2 separate regions of the Mus musculus genome follow, and region 1 is linked to region 2. Evidence: chromatin contacts called from public HiChIP or PLAC-seq data. All regions are on one chromosome and are shown on one strand. The core of a region is the stretch at or near the end of the contact, and the rest is flanking DNA. Distances in the headings are between cores, read along the strand shown. Region 1 overlaps Gstcd (glutathione S-transferase, C-terminal domain containing). Region 2 overlaps Tbck (TBC1 domain containing kinase).

Evidence for each region. HiChIP or PLAC-seq counts read pairs in DNA pulled down with a chosen protein or histone mark.
Region 1: a FOXA1 HiChIP or PLAC-seq map of pancreatic cancer cells shows a contact between it and region 2. The contact joins two enhancer-like sites. A contact is called at or near these places in 1 of 15 datasets of contacts at CTCF or cohesin (the NIH/3T3 cell line), 1 of 115 datasets of contacts at active chromatin or transcription factors (pancreatic cancer cells) and 1 of 9 other capture datasets (adipose tissue).

The regions. Positions count from the first base shown.
Region 1 is chr3:132,982,743-132,985,442 of GRCm38.p6, forward strand. It overlaps Gstcd (glutathione S-transferase, C-terminal domain containing), which reads right to left. Exons shown (of 12, transcript NM_026231.3): 12 at 1-477. The coding sequence ends at 341. Among named protein-coding and RNA genes, the nearest start is that of Npnt, 34 kb to the left of the region's middle. Within about 2 kb of position 1,264, at least 68 of the 459 cell types and tissues checked have an H3K27ac peak or open chromatin away from gene starts, as enhancers often do. A contact at or near this core is called in pancreatic cancer cells, where this site is marked.
Region 2 is chr3:132,789,883-132,792,582 of GRCm38.p6, forward strand. All of the region lies in intron 23 of Tbck (TBC1 domain containing kinase), which reads left to right. Among named protein-coding and RNA genes, the nearest start is that of Gm30294, 14 kb to the left of the region's middle. Within about 2 kb of position 1,424, at least 39 of the 459 cell types and tissues checked have an H3K27ac peak or open chromatin away from gene starts, as enhancers often do. A contact at or near this core is called in pancreatic cancer cells, where this site is marked.

The sequences.
Region 1 (2,700 bases), core at 14-2,513, 190 kb after region 2:
AATATCTAAAGATTATAAAGTCAAGGCTGTGAGGTCATAGCCCAGGTTGAATATTCCACTGACATCATCAGGGAAGTGGGAGGAAATGGATCTGTGGAGGGAATCTTGGCCACTGAGAACGACTCTGGCGGCTAAGGCTTCGGGGAATCCCCTCTTGGAAGCCTGTCATCCTTCTGCGCACACAGCGGAGCATCCCTCTTCCAAGGTCTTCCTGCAGCTTTCCCAGCCGGCCCAGCATGCTCAGCTCAGTGCTGCTTCCAGGAGCACAGCAAAGGCTCCCTGGACGGCCCCGGGCTCTCCTCACGAAGCCAATGGCAGAGCATCACGTTTGAGTGCCCGTCTACAAGGGGACACCCACAATCATGTTGTTCTTGGGAGAGCAGCTCTCTGGCTCCATAGAGATCACTTGAACAGAGTAGCCGTGTTCTCCTGCTGCTGCTGCTCGGTCCAGATCCACCAGGCCCATGCACTGCTTCCCTGAGACAAGGGAACACAGCGTGAGACATTTATAAGCAATGTAACTTTCATGCATACACAGGGATCTTCGCAGTGACAGTATCCATCCATCAGTGCTGTGGCAAAGGCCATGTCCCCTCGGTACTGCTTACTGTAAGCTTAGAGTGGATCACCGTGAAGACATACTTCCCAGATTTATCTTGGCTAGCAATTTCCAGAAGGCTAACTTTTAAAAATGTATCAATACGTATATCTCAAATTGCAACTACACATTCTACTTTATATTTTGGTCAAAAATTCATTTTAAGACCTATGTTCTGTATTCCTATAAAGTCATATTATAAGTAATATTCTAAAAAAAAAAGTCTGTCTCTGACAAAGTCTAAAATAAGACACTGCCGAGTGGCCATCTGAAAGAGACACCGCATTTCTCCCTGGAGGTTTATAACATGATAAAGAAATGCAAAGGGACTGAGGAAACTCGTGACCATGTGCTAGTCAGAGTTCACCTCGCTATGAAATTGGTTTTCTCTTCCCTTTGCAACGTTTGAGAATCAAACGAGGAACCCTGACTGGCAAGCCAGCAGCTTATTTGTTTTCCCTTTCAAAAGTAGATTAGGAAAAACTGAGTTGAGGCTTCCTATACTAAGCCATTACTTGCTTTTATAGTCTGAACTGTTCTATATTTAATATCTAAGTTCTTCCTTTTCTTGAAAGAGGTTACTGACTGCACAATCTCATTCCTTCCACTTTTCTTTGATAATTACAGCAATGCTTAAGCACCACTTTACAGCAGCCTCCTGGAGTGAAGTGAAGTCAGCAGTCAGGCACATCCATCCCTGAAACAGGAAACCTCTCCTGTAACATGTGGGACTCTTACAGACCAAACAAAACCAGGAACGGATGAAATTAGCAAGTAAGAATAAATCAGAGACTCAGACTCACAGCGTGAAGATCAAGCTGTGTTAGAAGCTGATGCAAAAGGGTAGAACTCCATTTAGAAAACAAACAACTCATCTTCTCCCCAGCAGCTATCCAGTTGGTTTCTCTCTGGCCTCAGACACTTCCCTTTAAGCTGAGTGCTTGCTTCCCATCCACTTCTCAGTTCAAACACTCTGTCAGAACGGGATGCTCCGCATTCCTTCAGGACCCACCCTGGTTTACAAGGCAGCTCACTGACTCTTGGCTGGGATCCCAGTGCAGTTAGTTTTTCCTTTTTTCATCTGGTAGAAGAATCTCATATTTTCCCATGTTAAGTGTCAATACAACTGAAATCCAGTTGTTGGCAACCTACCTTTTGGGGGTTGGTAAATTTTCTTTTCTTTTTTTTTTTTTCTTTTCCATTTTTTATTAGGTATTTAGCTCATTTACATTTCCAATGCTATACCAAAAGTCCCCCATAGCCACCCACCCCCACTCCCCTACCCACCCACTCCCCCTTTTTGGCCCTGGCATTCCCCTGTACTGGGGCATATAAAGTTTGCGTGTCCAATGGGCCTCTCTTTCCAGTGATGGCCGACTAGGCCATCTTTTGATACATATGCATTTTCTAAAAACGTTTGTCAAGCATGGAAGTGGCAATATCTTTGACAAACTCTGTGGCTTTGTCTGCCCCCTTCCCCTGCCCTTCCCTGTAGCACTCTTGCCAGATGGGCTTCTGCTTCAACCCTAGCACCCGCCCTTCAGTCTCTGCTCTTCCTTGACACCGAAAACTGACACTGATTCACAACAACAATCATGGCTCTACTGATCTCTATGGTTTGAACGTGCTCCCTAAAAGGCACATGCTTGCAACTTAATCCCCAGTGCTGAGTTACAGTTAGACGTCAGCCTGAGGTGAAGGTATGCTGTTACTGTAGGACTGGGTTCATTATTGTGAGTGTGGGTTTCTTAAAACGGGCCAAGCTTGGTCTCTCTCATGAAGGCATTCCCTTCCATTGCTTGCTAGTGCTCCTACTGCTCCTCACCCACTCTAGGTCTGCCTTTCTCTTTTGGCATTTGACACCTTCTACAATGGTATGACTCACCAAGAAGTCTCCATCAGATTTAACCCTCTGATCCCTAGATCAGTGGATTATAAAGACTGAGATATGCATCTGGTAGAATTATAACAAGTGTATATATTACAGTGACTTAAAAAAAATCAGAAGGAGGAATAGGAAAAGAAACAAAAATGAGAGGTTTTACCAAGAGATGGCAGTTGTGGGCACAGTGAGAACAGGAAAGGAAGTCCCTTAGCTGTAG
Region 2 (2,700 bases), core at 174-2,673:
ATTTTGCGTAGTTCAGCAACAAAGCTCTCATGTTCTTGAGGCTTTCCTCAGATGGGAGATTTTAGTTATTGTTTCAGTGTTGCTGCTCACTATTTGCATATTTAGATTTCTAATTTGATAGTGTGTATTCAGAAACGTATCCATTTCTTGTAGGCCGTCCACATTGTTAGTATCTAATATGGGTCTCTCATGGTCCTTTGCATTTCTGTGCTGTGAGAAACCTTGTTTCATCTCTGACTTTGAGTCTTCTCCATCTTCCTTGTTAGAGCAGAACATTTAGTCGTTCTCATTTACCTTTTCAAAACCCACAGCTCCATCACTCAGCATGCTGGTCACAGAACATGGTGGCCCATGTCTGTCATCTCCCCACTGTGGAGACAGACAGGGAGATCTAGGTCACCTGGGCTGCAAAGGCAAAGCCTGTCTTATAAACAACAAGAAGCTGCTTTGATTGATTGTAGTTTTTAAAATTTCCATTCTGGTTGTCAGTCTTTTCTCTCGTTTGGATTTTCTTTGCTCTCACTCCAGATTGTTAGTGTGCTGCGGAGTCTGTGGGGTAGCGCCTTTGATTTGCCCATGTACTACTGCATGCTTCTCTGTAATGTGCTTCTTTACCCAGACTTCATAGACTCTGGTATGTTAGGGTCATTTTCATTCTTATAGCATTTTGTATTTCTTTTTTAACTTCTCCAGTTAGCCACTGGACTTTTAGGAGCGTGTTACTGAATTCCCATCTATGTGCATACTTTCTACTGTGGCCACTCTGTGCTTCTCTCCCATTATGAGAAAATGTCACGGTTTCAGTTTGGTTTGGTTTGGTTTGGTTTAAAGATGTATTTATTTTATTTATATGAGTACACTGTAGCTGTCTTCAGACACACATCAGATCCCATTACAGATGGTTGTGAGCCACTATGTGTTTGTTGTGAATTGAACTCAGGACCTCTGGAAGAGCAGTCAGTGCTCTTAACCATTGAGGCATCTCTAAAATTTCCCATAATTTCTGTTTTTAAAAGTTTATTAAAACTTAGCTAGGCAGTGGTGGCATACACTTTTAATCCCAGCACTCAGGAGACAGAGACAGGTACATCTCTGTGAGTTGGAGGCCTACTGGGTCTACAGAGTAAGTTCCAGTATACCCAGGGCTACAAAAAGAAACCCTGTCTTTTGAAAAAAAAAAAAAGTCTGTGTTTTTATATATATTGCCTGACAGAACATCTTAAGGGTAGAACTATTTATTTGGGTCCTGGCTTTATTGATTTCTGGACCCATAAGCTTGAGCAGAATATAATGACAGTAGGAGTGTATACTAAGGGATCTGTTTACTCATGGCTGGATAAAAGAAAAGAGAGGGACTGTAGAAAAGAGCAGGACAATTTATTGTCCTCATTAACACAGTGACACACTTCCTCTAACTGGGCCCAACCTCCTGACGTAACCACATCCTAATACCATCATATTATGAATCATCAACCAATCGCTACACTATGTCAGTACCTTCATAAGCAAACTTTCCGTGGAAATTCCTTTCAAGCACACCCAGAAATGTGGTCTACTAATCACTTAGATGTCTATTTGATGTTTGTACTAGCCACCACATTTGATGATGTGCCCTAAAGATTGTTCCGTGCATTGATAAGAGAGGGAAAACATGTGTCCTACTGCTGTTGGATGAAAAAAAAAATGTGTCCTATTGCTGCTGGTAAAAGATGTATACATGGAGGAATAGGAGGCAGAGACAGGAGAACCCCAGAGACTCATTAGCCAGCAGGCCTGGTACACAACAGTGAAAATTAAGAGACCCTGTCTGAAACAAGATGGAAGGTGAAGACCACTGCCTGCACTTATCCTCTGACGTCACACATGGGACCACATTCACATGTGACAGCAGGAAAGAGGAAAACACTTGGTTAAAGCTCCATGTTGGTAGCTTGCAGGCGGTCCTTTGGATTTTTTATACATAGTCATCCATATAGTTGGAGCTGTGAAAAATCACTGAGATTGTTCTCAATACACTCCCTTTTCATCTGCTGGGATTCCTGTAGTGTGAAAGTTGTCCATTTGGTAGTATTCCATAAAGTCCATAAGTTCTCTGTTCTTTTCATTCTCCCTCCTTTTCCTATCTAACTACTGCTATGCCTGAGGTTAACTCGGAAGGCGTGTCCTCCACATCAGAAACCCTTCCACTTGTTGTAGTCTTTTGTGGAAGCTATTACTTTTTTTTTTTTTTTCAGGGTTTTAGTTCGAAGATCAGTCTTTGTTTTTTGTTTGTTTGTTGTACAGATTCTGTGTCTTTGGTGAATTTCTCACTTGTACCTTGAATTGTTTTTCTCATTTCTTTGTATCATTCATGTGTTTTGCTTTGTATGTCACTAAGTTCAAATCATTGCTTTACATTTTTTTTCAGGCATCCTTAGCTTTTTCTCTGAGATCTTTTTCTGAAAGATTGTTTTCGTTAAGGGCATTAGGCTTCCTCTGATGCTCTCTCCTCGAACTGATGTCTACATATTTGGTGTAATATTTACTTACTCTGACTATTTTATGAAGTAGCTTTTGTACGAAAGGTTTTGTTTGTATGGATCTATCAGTTGGTAGGTGCATCGGGTTCAGTTATAGGCAGCTCACTAGCACATCTCTCAGTTTCTTCAGCTTTGGTGTCAAGTGTCTAGAATGCAATGATCCCAAAATTGTCATAGGTTT